2 separate regions of the Mus musculus genome follow, and region 1 is linked to region 2. The links are chromatin contacts, called in public HiChIP or PLAC-seq maps. All regions are on one chromosome and are shown on one strand. The core of a region is the stretch at or near the end of the contact, and the rest is flanking DNA. Distances in the headings are between cores, read along the strand shown. Region 1 overlaps Stim1 (stromal interaction molecule 1). Region 2 holds the start of Rhog (ras homolog family member G).

Region 1 (6,129 bases), core at 3,144-5,643, 39 kb after region 2:
GGTGCTAGGAACTGAACTGAGTCTTCTGAAAAACAGTAAACACTCTAAAATGCTACACTGAGCTGAGCTAGCTCTTCAGTCTCTGGCTTAACACAAAAACAAGACCAACCAACCAGACAAAAGACATAGCTTCTGGATATCAGAGTCCTGGTACTTTCAAGTCAAATTCTCCCCACTCCACGTGATCTTTTAAATTTTTCACTACAGCTCTCTTATTGTGCAAGGCACTGCTTCAATGATGTGTGATAAGTATTATTAGTCCTGTTTGAAGGAAGAAGGAATCACCTGCACCTAGCAAGACTAGAGAAGCTTTGTGGAAGAAGCAGCAGCTTAGTGGGTCTTCTGGTACCAAAGGCAGAAATATAAGGAAGGTCAAGGGAAGCATTCCAGTTAGAGGCAATGTCATGAACAAAGGTATGGAGAGAGAAAAACTGGGAGTTTGTGTGATAGTAGTGCAGATTGTGTGTGGTAGCCATGCAGGAAAGTGCTATAAAGTGAAGTACAAAAAGTTCATTGAAGAAAGGTCATGGAGGGCTCCAGATGTTAGGCTAAAGAGTTTAGTCCAATGCTTCGCAACCTGTGGATCAAATCGCACATTAGATATCCTGCATAGTAGATATTTTCATTACGATTCATAACAGTAGCAGTTCTGAACAGTTATAGTTATGAAGTAACAATGAAAATAATTTTATGGTTGGGGTTACCATACCATAAGGAACTGTATTAAGGGTTGCAGCATTAGGAAGGTTGAGACACACTGGTTTAATTTAGACTTTATTCTTAGGCAGTGAGAAAAGTCCTTGTGGGTTTTGAGCAGGGAAATGACAGGACCCAAGTGGTTATTTAGGAAGATTAAATTGAATCGAATGTTTACAAAATGTTGTCGGGAAAAAGAAAGTTTAGAAAGGGGACTTGGGAACTGTTTATGAGAACAGGAGGTAAGAGTCTGTGTGGAGGCAGAATAGGTGGACTTAACGATAGTCAGAAGAGTCGAAGCCACACTAGTGTTTTGAGTTCAGTAAGGAGATGGATCAATCATGCCATGGCAGCCAAGAGTGCCAAGTGGTGGGGCAGCTGACCTTATTTGAAATGCTGGGCAAGGGGCCATACTCCACAGTGTTCCTGAAATCACTTTTTGCTATTAAGTTTGCTAACAAAAGCTGAGCCTTTGCTCTAGGAATACCAGAAAGGGTTATGGGGGTAGACAGTCCTGAATTCAGGCCCATGCCTTGCCAGTTTCTATTTTTTGATTGTTTTTGAGATAGATCCTCATTAGCACTAACTGACCTTAAACTCATTATGTAGTATAAGCTGGCTTTGGACTCTCTCCTGATTCTCCTGCCTCTATCTCCCAAATGCTTGGATTTTAAGAATGCACTACCATGCTCAGCAAAAGGTTGAAAGAGCTTGGGTCTCCCTTCCCTTCTCCCCTCTTTTTGTTTCTTTTCTCATTATGTAGCCCTGGCTAGCCTGCAACTTAATATGTAGACCAGGATGGCTCTGAATTCACCGAGATCTACCTACCTCACAAGTGCTGAGATTAAAGGCATATGCCACCATGCCTCACCTTACTTTTTCTCTCCATTTCACTGTCTGAAAATGTCTCATTATGTAGCTCAAGGCTAACCTCAAACTCATGATCTTCTTGCCTTAGCTTCTTGGTACTAGAAACTATACACCTGGCTGCTTCTCTTTTTCCCATTCCCTTTCTTTTGTTCTTTCATTCATTTGTTATTTTTGTTTCAGCATCTCACTCGTAGCCCAACCTGGCCTGGAACTCAACATGTTGGTTGGGCTGGCCTTGTACTCTTAGCAGTCTGTCAGCCTCAGCCTCTCAAGTGCTGAGATTATAGCCATAAACCAACACAATCTCTCTCTCTCTTTCTCTCTCTCTCTCGCTCTCTGGTTTCTCTCTGTAGCTCTGGCTGTCCTGGTACTCATTCTGTAGACTAGGCTGGCCTCAAACTTAGAGACCATCTGCTTCTGACTCCTGAGATTAAAGGATGCAGCATTAAACCCCTGTCTATAAACAAGTTTTAATTGACAGCAGGAGAGTGACTGACTGTATTACACTGACATTACAGCTGGTCCAGTTGCAGAGGAGAGGACTTCAGTGCTGTAAGTGAACCCAGTGTGGAAACTGAGAACTAAACTCAGGCCTCTCTGAAAGCAGCATATAATCTAACCACTGAGAAAATCTCTACAGGCCTACAAAATAGTTTAATTAACTTGATAAATATAGAGTCTTATTGTATCCTAAGCTGTCCTCAACTCACTGTGTAGCTGAGGATGACTTTGAACTTGGGATCCTCCTGTCTCTATTTTAGTGTTGGGATACTTGGCTTGTACTAGCACACTTGGTTTTGCTTTGTCTGTTTTTTGTTTTCTTTTGGTGTTGGGATTGAACCCAGGGCCTTATACATGCTAGACAGGCACTCTACTACTGCTATATCCTTAGCTCTCTTTTGAGATTTTTTTTTGTTTTGTTTTTTCGAGACAGGGTTTCTCTGTGTAGCCCTGGCTGTCCTGGAACTCACTTTGTAGACCAGGCTGGCCTCGAACTCAGAAATCTGCCTACCTCTGCTTCCCAAGTGCTGGGATCAAAGGCGTGCGCCACCATGCCCGGCTGTCTTTTGAGTTTTAAAATCACTTCTTTTTCTGAGGATCTTCCCTCCCTCCCTCCTTTAAATATAAGCATTGGGCCAATGAGATGGCTCCGTAGGAAAGCACTTACTGTGCAAGCTTGCGGACCTTAGTTTCGATCCACGTGAAAGTGGCAGGAAATAACCAACTGCACAGAGTTGTCTTCTGATCTCTGCACAGGCTCCAACACACTCAACACATATACACACTCATAAATAAAAAGTATAAAGCATGTATGACCAGGTATGGTGGTACAGACCTTTAATCCCAGCACCTAGGAGGCAGAGACAGTGGAACTCTGTGAGTTCAAGGCCAGCTAGGTCTACATGGTGAGTTCCAGGACAGCCAGGGTTATACAGAGAGACTATGTCTTTTTTTTTTTTTTTAAAGATTTGTTTATTTTATGTATGTGAGTACTCTGTGGCTTCCTTCAGACCCACTAGAAGAGGGCATTGCTTCCCATTACAGATTTCGAGCTACCATGTGGTTGCTGGGAATTGAACTCAGGACCTCTGCAAGAGCAATCAGTACTCTTAACCGCTGAGCCATCTCTCCAGCTCAAGAGACTATCTTAAACAAACAAATAAACACACACACACAAACACACACACACACACACACACACACACGCGCGCGCGCGAGTGCAAGTACTTATATTTTTAAAATAGTAAGATCCATTAATTAATATAAATATTTAAAAATGCAAGTATTATTGTGATGAAGTTACTCTTGAACTGAGGGATCAAAACTTTGTCTTCCTTGCATTCTAGCATGAATTAGGTTGGGATATAGTTTTTATGAGAATGGGTTATAGTAGGACTCTGGGTTTGGGGAGAACAGTTCTGTTAGCTAAATTTATCTGTACATAATGGGTGTCAGAATCACAGGATATACTAGATACTACTGTCTGTCTGGTAGCTTGTACACAGCTGTTTTTCTGAGTTGAACATTTGAGCTATACTCTCAGAAAGAACTTGCAACTTGGTGAGTCTGATTCCCCAAAGAATTCAGTGATGAAAATTAGGGCACTTGAATAGATCTAATTGGCAGAACTCTGTGAAGGGCAGAGGGGTTCCCTGGGGGCCTTTTAAATCTCCTATGGTTATAGACTTTTAAGGTTGAACTAATTAAAATACATTGGCAGCTGGACTCAATACTTCCCTTGCACTAGGTTTTGTCTCAGCTGCCTGGAGTTCTAGCAGTTGCCATAAGACTGCCTTTCTTGAGGAACAGAGGAGTGGGTTCCCATTTCTCCATGTACTAAATATTATGATGTATTATTTGCGCAGTATAGGCTGAAAGACATCTGGTAGTAGAATGAAATGTGTGCTGAGACTTGGATATGTCCTGGATTTGCTATTTTAGGACTCCTAAGATGCCCCTGAGGTTGATTTCTTATTTTGTTTTGTCTCTTCCCAACACCGATGTCTTTATTCTGTTAGTTGGCAAGTAATTTCTCTTACCCTGGGGTATCATTCCCTGATGTGTGTTCTGTTCTAACTAAAAAAGGGGATAAGGAAAGGATTTAGTCCTACCATGTGCCAGATCAGGTTTTATACAACTAATTTTTGAGGTGTACTTTGCGATGCCTGTGTTACAGACGAGGAAATGGATTCTGAGGAGAAGTGTTGTGGGAAATATTAAAAAAAAAAAAAAAAAACAAACCCACCAACTCTCAGTGGAACCAGACCACGCTCCCGCGCTCCAACCGCAGTGCCAGGTGATCTCACTAACTTTCTTGGCCCACCATCTCTCGGGCCCCTGGTGGCCATAGTGCTCCCACCAGGCCACCTCTCAGATGCCCCCCCTACCCCCAGAGTTACCCTCGCTCACGCTGCGCCCCACACACCCCACGATCAGCCATCTCAACACCTAATTGCCCGGTAGAAACAAGACTCTTAAAGCTTAATTATCCAATCAGATTTATATAACGATAAGAACACAATTTACAAGATGCCAATACGGTAATTTCAGAGCCAATTGATAATGATAAAAGCTTTACCCCAATTATTCTAACCTTGTGAAAATCTTAGCTACTTGTGGTTGTTTAAAACCACGAAGGATCAGGATCTTTTTCCTGTCCGTCTGCCTCCATGTTGGCTTCTCCCCCTTCTCCTCATGCTACCTCTCTGTCTCTCCCAACTCCTAGCTCCGCCTCTCTTTTCCTGTCCAATCACAGGCCTGCCACTGCCCTAATGTGATTGGACAGGGGAAAACCTGCAACAGAGAAGAACTTATCTGATGGTCATTACAGCTTGTTATCAATTAAATCAGAATTGAGATATCGCTTAGACGTCTGGTTACTTTCCTCAGGTCGCATAAATGGCATCATGCTTTACTGTTGCCCTGTAGTCAGTTGCTCAGGTTGATCTTGAACTCCTAGGCTCAATGACTCTTATCTCCCAGCCTCCCAAGTAGCTAGGACTGCATGCTTACCACCGTGCTTGTCTTCATATCCTTCTACCCTTCTAAGCGTGGCTAAGTTCTCACTTTCAGGTAGTCGTCTCTAGTTTCTAAGGTTAAGAACTGATTCCTCTTTTTCCTTATCTTACTGCTCCTATTCCTTCATCACTTCCGTCATGTTATTTTTCATGGTGTTTGGCTTTAAAGATTGATTTATTTTATGTATGTGAGTACACTGTAGCTGTACAGATGGTTGTGAACCTTCATGTGGTTGGGGTTCACTCCAGCCCCACTCGCTCAGCTCGTTCAGTCCCTTTCCTGCTCTGGCCCAGGAAGTTATTTATTATTATACATAAGTACACTGTAGCTGACTTCAGTGTTACCAGAAGAGGCACCAGAAGAGAGCATCAGATCTCATTATGGGTGGTTGTGAGCCAGCATGTGGTTGCTGGGATTTGAACTCAGGACCGTTGGAAGAGCAATCAGTGTGCTGTTTTATACTGGGTGCAGTGCACTCTTACCCTCTGAGCCATCTCGCCAGCCCCGGTGTTTGACTTTAAAGTTGCCTTTGGAACCAGTAGAACTAGGTTTAGTGGTGTATGGGTAGAAAAATAAAATTAAGCTTTAGTATCTGGGATATGTCTGCTGACTGTGGTGTTTGTTGCTTTTATTTACTTACATTTTTTTTTTTTTTTGCAAAGACATATTGCATTATTTACCCAGCATTTGGGACATACTTTTTGTAACATTTGCCCTCTGAAATGCATCACTTCACACAATAAATGGACTTTCCTGGAAGAGGAAAGCTTGTGTAATGTCATTTTTAAAATAAGTCAAATTTTCTTTCTCAATGACTGGAAAAATAACTATAAAAGTATTTATTTTGCATTTTTAAGTACAAATAGGTTATATGCTTTTCAAAAAAGGTTTATTTATGTGTAGGGTGTGTGTGTATGTGTGTGTGTGTGTGTGTGTGTGTGTGTACACATGAGTCCATATGTCCTCAGGGGCCAGTGGTATCAACTTTGATGGAGCTAGAGTTACAGATGGTTATGAACTTCCTGAAGTGGGTGCTGGGAACCG
Region 2 (6,332 bases), core at 3,498-5,997:
CTACCCCTTCTCAGCAGCAGCAGGGAAGAGCCCAAGAGAGCCTAGTTCTCAGCCTTAAAAAAAAAAAAAGGCTTGAACTATGTGTAGTGGCACATGCCTTTAATGCCAGCACTCAGGAGACAGAGGCACTACACTCAAAAGTTTGAGGCCAGCCTGGTCTACAGAGTGAGTTCCAGGACAGCCAGAGTTACACAGAGAAACACTGTCTGAAAAAGGAAAAGAAAGAGAGAGAGAGGGGGGGGAGGGAGAGGGAGAGTGAGAGAGAGAGAGAGAGAGAGAGAGAGAGCGTGAGCAAGCCCACACTGAAGGACTCTTCCCTTTTTTGTCCTTTCCACCTCTGGGTTCCAGCACAGAGGATTTTAGACTATAGTAGGTAGGGTAAGAGGAGAGACCTGATGCTACTTTCTAGGGATTGACTGAAAAGAAGGAAGAAACAGGGCAATTGGAGCTGAGGACACAGAGGGTTGAGACAGCTTCACTATGTGTGTCTCATGCTCATCTCAACACCCAGGGTGTTCCACAAAGGGTGAGCCCCAGAGACAGGACAGCTCCAGCTTGGGGAGCCAAGCCACCCCTCCCCCACCCAGCCACACAGAGGAAGGCTCACACACTGGCTTATTTCTCCCTGCCTAGCAGCAGCTCAGCAATCTCTGGGCCCCGTGAAGTGGCACTTCCCTTGCTTTTGCTCACTTCACAGGAGGCTGGGAGTGCCAACCTTGCAATCCTGTCCTCCAACTTAAAAACAGAGAAACCCAGGGCTTCCCAGTCCTCTAAGTGTGCCACCCAAGGTCTGAGGGGGTTTCCACAAGGGAAAAAAACATCAGGGAGGAAACACTACATCTATTTTCCACTGTCAGTGGGCACAGAGCTGGGACAGAGGGCAAAGTATACAGCTCATCCTGGAGTCCCGAGACAAGATCCCAGCATTCCTGCCCTTTTATCTGTGCACCTACAGCAGTCTTTGTACTTTGTGTAAAGAGCGACAGTTCCAACCTGGACAGATCAGGCTGGGGAGACAGGAACGCTGGGTCTGAGGCACTGAAAATATAAGCCATATTTTTTCGAGACTATGTCACCCTGGCTGGCCTGAAACTTATATGTAGACCAGGTGGCTTCTGCCTCCCAGGCACTGGGATTAAAGGTGTGCACCGGCAGGCCTGGCTTGCAACTTAATGTTGAAATAGAGTCAAGAGATAACTAAGTTGACCAGAGTGATACAAAGAAAGACTTAGTTGCAAATTTAGCTTAAGGATCGGATCTCCTAACCTCTGGCCTGGTGTTTGTCTCACAAAGCAGACAAGGTGAAGACCTTTATTCTGACCTTTGACTTCAAGATGGCCCTAGCATGGTTGTTTCTTTTAAGTAATGGGCCAGAGGGCTAGAGAGGTGGTTCAGTAGGATTAGGAACACTTGTTCTTGCAGAGGACCTGGATTCCGTTCCCAGCACTGACAGGGTGGCTCACAGGTCCATAGAGTTGAAAGAGAGGGAGAGGGAGAAATCTAAAGAAAGAAATGGGCCAAAGGAGGCCCAAATCTGTCTGCATCCTTTTGCTTTTACAGTCTCCAGCCTCCCAGCCCTAGCCCTGCCCGGGGCATCTTGTACTACTCAGGGTTTAGCGTTAACAGTGTGCTGCTGGACAGCCAGCTACCCTGGGCTCTTGGGTTTAGTGTTAACAGCGTGCTGCTGGACAGCCGGCTACCCTGGGCTCGTCTGTCCGAGCCAAGGAGCTCCTCCTCTGGTCTTTAGCTCCTAGGGACATGCCCTCCCCCCATGTGAGATGAGGACAAAAGAGGAAGCTGGACCCTGGACAGGAAAACCAGTCTGATCTGGGGAGGTGGCCCAGGCTTTGTCTTTGGTTTCCCTTCGAAGGTCCTCTCACAGACCCCTAAAAACCTCACCTCTAATGGACTAACCCTGTACGAGAAGGGAAGAGGTTTTTCAGACTGTGCCCAGATACCCTTCTTTACTCCCTGTTTACTCCCTGTTCTCCAGCTACTATCACCCAGTATCTTCACCAGTACTATCACCAGTATCTTCACAGCTGCCCATATAACCACATATATAACCATATAACCACAGCCTCTCCTATCTTCCTGCTCATAACCCCTCATGAGCTACCATCATCTGCCTTAGCATCTCCCCTGAAGCGGTGACACTCCATAGCCCAGATTGCTAAGCAGGATGTGTAGCACCGTCACCCTGCCATTTCTTCTCATATTACCTTAACCATCCACAGCAGCTTCCTAGGCACCCCCACCCACCCACGGCATTTTCCCATTTAGATCCCTCCCACCCTGGTCACACTCTTCTTGCCATTAGCTCAAATTTCCAATGGGGCCAGACCTTGCCTAAGAGAAAACCCCTGTTCCTGCCACCATTATCTCTGCTCTCAGAGCCCTGTGGGTTGCTTAGTTAGACCGAATACTAAATTAAGTACTGGTTTGTCGAGTGAGGAGTCAGGGCTCCTGAGGATTTTTATTGGGCTGTGATGCCGAGAAAATGCGCTGTGTGCACATCCTTTCCCGAGTGGGGATTTGATACGGATCCCTTGGATTTCCTCCGTGAGGCCAAACCTCTGCACCTCCCAGAAACGAGAGTAGGAAAGACAGGTGGAGAAGGGCAGGCCCAGAGGAAGGAACAATTGATGGGAGAGGGACAACTGTGAGGTGGTAAGAGGATAGGAAAGGGAAGGAGCCTAGCTCTTAAATTTAGCTGTGCTCAACGATTCCCCAAATGTGACATTTGCTCTCCTTCACTTCTTTTTATTCTCGTGGAATGAAGTTAATACAGAGAGCAGAGAAGGCAGACACAAACAGAGTCTGAGCATGTAATCCGAACGCTGAGAGGCAGGGGTGCTAGGATGGAGACAAGCACTTATGGGGCCAGGACAGACTACGTTAGACTGTGGAGAAGCCCCTCAGAGAGCGGGAATAGAGAGCACAGCTCGGTATGAAGAGAACATCAAGGATGCTTAAAGACAGGAGGGTCAGCACAACTCCCAGTCAAGGCTCTGATACACATCAGAAAATGTAGATACCCAACCTCTGCAGTTCCCACCAAGCACCAGGGACGAAAGACAAACACCTTGCCTCACATCCCCTTCCTGATCAAAATTTAAAAACCAGTAGAGACTTAAGTTAGACTCGTAGCACTTTTCCCTCCAGAATCTTGCCTCTGCCCCCTTCCTTTTCCTAGCAGGCCAAATGGCCCAACCTACTCTCCCCACTGGTTGGAACCAGTAAGTGCTAGGAGACAGGAACCTTAAAGCTAGTTCCCCCTGACCCCCCTCCCACACAACACACCACTACACACACACTCCTAGGCTGCCTTCCTAAGAATCAGGGTAGTTTGATTTCCCATGGACTTTCTCACTAATCTTATTCTTGTGTCACCCAACCCTGCCTGCTACAGACTGCTTCCCCTTGCCTAACCACAGTGTCACCCACCGCAGGTTCCCTTCATTCTGCCGGCTTCTGCTCTGGGCCTTCTCAAGGCTGAGGGCAGTTATTTTGTCTCTAAGAGATAAAGAACACCAAAACTTGCATGTTCACGGGCGTGTGCACATGTTTAATCATCTCCATCATCGGGAGGTTGCAGCCAGCATCTCTAAGCTAAAGACGTTTGAAAAAGGCTCTCAAACTCAGCAAGTTTAAAGCAGTTTCTGACACCAAAGCTAGATTACAGACCAAGGGAAGGAGACGGACTGAGGGCGGCAGGGAAGATAGAAACAAAATGGGGAGATATGTGTGTGGTAGTCAGAGGCTGAACAACAGGCAGGGCAGGGTAAATGCGAGATCAGGGCCTGGGTACATCTATGTGGTTGGGGGAAGAGCCGGAAGGAGGCGAATGTGGTCGACACTATGGCGAATGTGGAAGACAGTATGGGGAGTTCAGGTGAGGGAGAAGACGTTAAGAGCTCTCAATCATTACCGAAAGCCAGTACTCCAGCTGCCTCTCAAAGTCATGGAAGTTGTCAGTGACTATCGGTATAGTGGCCCTTTCCTTCCTCAGTTTATCCTCAAAATAAAAAAGGCCAGATTGAGTCTGATAGACACAACAGACGTGTTCACTAAATACCCGCTGTTGTATGGGACAGGAATAAAGAGGTTGGCTCAGAAAAATACAGAGAGGGAATGGGGATTCCCCCACCGAGTCCTCAGCAGCAACAGTGTAGCAGCTATGGACTGGCTCCGACCTTCCCGGGTGAGACTTCAGAGGCCTCAGACACCGCCCCCCACCCCCAACCCCAGCCTCACAAATGTCACAACTGCAGAGCAGAGAGCGCGCCTTCTGCAGCCCAGAGGCCCTTTCCTTTCACACACTACTGAACAGCCCCACAACTTCTGAGGGCACCCCACCGCAGAGTCCCAGCCTCACAGCTCAGCGCTTTCCCACTTCCGAGCCTCTCACGGTTCGGATCTCAGTGGTCCCTCGCGGACAGCAGGAGCTCGCGCTGTCCCTCGGATCCCACCCTCAACCCGGCCACCAGCGATCGGGTCGCGGTGGCCGCTGTCCCCGCCCGGCCTGCCGCGCCCGCCCAACTTGCAGTGAACGAAAACCTCCCGCCCTCGGCCTCCCTCCTGCAAACTTCCCGGCTCCCGGGTACCCAGTCCGGGCCAGCTTGAACTCCTCTTCCCAGGACCCCTGCCCGACGGGCTCGACCCGGGCCTCACCTGGTGCCCTCCCCGCGGCGGGGGAGCTGGGGGCGGCGGCGGCGGCTCTGGGCTCAAGAAGGAAGTGAGAACTGGAGGCCGGAGGAAGTGGGGGGGTGGGGGCCGGGCCGGCAGGGCCGGGGCGGGGCGCGGGGGCGGGCCGGCCGGGGCGGGGCGGACTAGGAAGTCGGAGGCCTCCCCCACCCTCCAGCCTCGGGTTTTCTGCAAGCTTTGCCCTCCGCACAGTCCCGCACACCCTGCTTCTCTCCACTCTTCGCCCCGTGAGCCCTGAGACCCCTTGAGTCTGGCCTCTCAAGGTCAGGTCTCCCCGCTTTCACTTGGCATCTCCCCCCCACCCCCCAGCAGGGGCCCTAAGCTAGGCGCTGGGCATTTGTTCTCTTCCTAGTATCTCACTCCCCGCCCCGCAGCCTCCGCGGGAAGGCTGAGAAATGCCTTCCGCTCAGCCCGGGAATCTAGAGGTAGCCGCGGCTGGCTAGGGGTTAGCCGGAATGGGTCAGGCTGGGGCAGTCCCCACCCCTGCCCTGAGCCTTGGGAGAATGCTGGGTGGTGGTGATTCAGCAGTGGGAAGGTCCCAGACCCCTGGGGAGGGTGGGGAGACAGAGGTGGGGGGAGGGCAGCTGCCGTCAGCACCCCGGGAAAAGACGTGATCAGCAGAGATGCAGGCGGAGCCGCGCGGGCCCCCAAAACAGGATGTCGTGTCGTGGTTCCGCACCTCGCAGCTCCGCGGGGCCCTGGGGAGGGGGCGGGGCGTGGGAAGACGTGGGGCTCTTCTTGTTCCCTGATCTCGCCCTGGCGCGCGGCTGTTTGGAGCGGTAGGACCGCGCCCAGGCCTGAGGTCCGGCTTGGGCCCTGGAGACCGGCGAGTGGACGGCCTCGAGGGCGCCCTCTGGTGCTTCTAACCCAGGCCTTGGGCGCAGTTTTCCTGGAGAATCCACAGTCTTGATTCTTTTAACAACTTTCTGGGTGCTCTACCACGTGCAGAGCTCCGCAAGGTACAGTGAAAACAACACAAGATAAACACCCCGTCTTACAGAGGACCTCCAAATAAAGTGGATCAGGTCTGACAGGTAGTTTAATGTTTCCAAGTATCAGTTTTTTGTTTTGTTTTGTTTTGGTAAAATCAACAAAAAAAATTTCTCCACCCAGAGGATGTGAAGATTACAGAATAGGTATCCGTGCTGTGGTACTGTATAGAAAGTCAAGTTAGGACAATCAAACTCAGGCTGGTCAGTGACTGACTAAACGAGTGTTCTCAGATTCCAGAAGCCTGTTCTCATCGCACAGGCAGTTTGTGGACCCCTTACTTCTTCTTTGGCCCTTAGGCAAATTCCTCCCAATGGGAAGAGAATAAATTGGAGGGGCTAGGGGAAATTTGGGAGGGCAGAACTAGTGTTTGGTATTTAATGGGAAGAGGTTTGTGAGTCCCAAAAATAACAGGGTCCTTAAGTGAGGTTTGTAAATCCCCAAAATAACAGGATCAGATTCAAGTGACTTCAATGAAGCTATTAAAAATACGTTCCAAGCCAGGTGTGGTAGCACGTTTGTAATCTCAGCATTCCAGAGGTGGAGGCAGGAGGTTCAGAAGTTCGAGGCCAGCCTGGACTATATAAGACCTTACCTACCTTAATAAATAAAAAGTTCCCGAGTTCAAGGCCAGC

Evidence for each region. HiChIP or PLAC-seq counts read pairs in DNA pulled down with a chosen protein or histone mark.
Region 1: an H3K4me3 HiChIP or PLAC-seq map of embryonic stem cells shows a contact between it and region 2, with 44 read pairs. The contact joins the enhancer-like site here to the promoter of Rhog in region 2. A contact is called at or near these places in 4 of 115 datasets of contacts at active chromatin or transcription factors (the SCID.adh cell line, double positive thymocytes and embryonic stem cells) and 3 of 9 other capture datasets (adipose tissue, liver and pancreatic islet).

What each region holds. Positions count from the first base shown.
Region 1 is chr7:102,284,853-102,290,981 of GRCm38.p6, forward strand. All of the region lies in intron 1 of Stim1 (stromal interaction molecule 1), which reads left to right. Among named protein-coding and RNA genes, the nearest start is that of Stim1, 20 kb to the left of the region's middle. Within about 2 kb of position 4,394, at least 8 of the 459 cell types and tissues checked have an H3K27ac peak or open chromatin away from gene starts, as enhancers often do. A contact at or near this core is called in embryonic stem cells, where this site is marked.
Region 2 is chr7:102,245,371-102,251,702 of GRCm38.p6, forward strand. Rhog (ras homolog family member G) reads right to left here and starts at 4,748. Exons shown (of 2, transcript NM_019566.3): 1 at 4,675-4,748.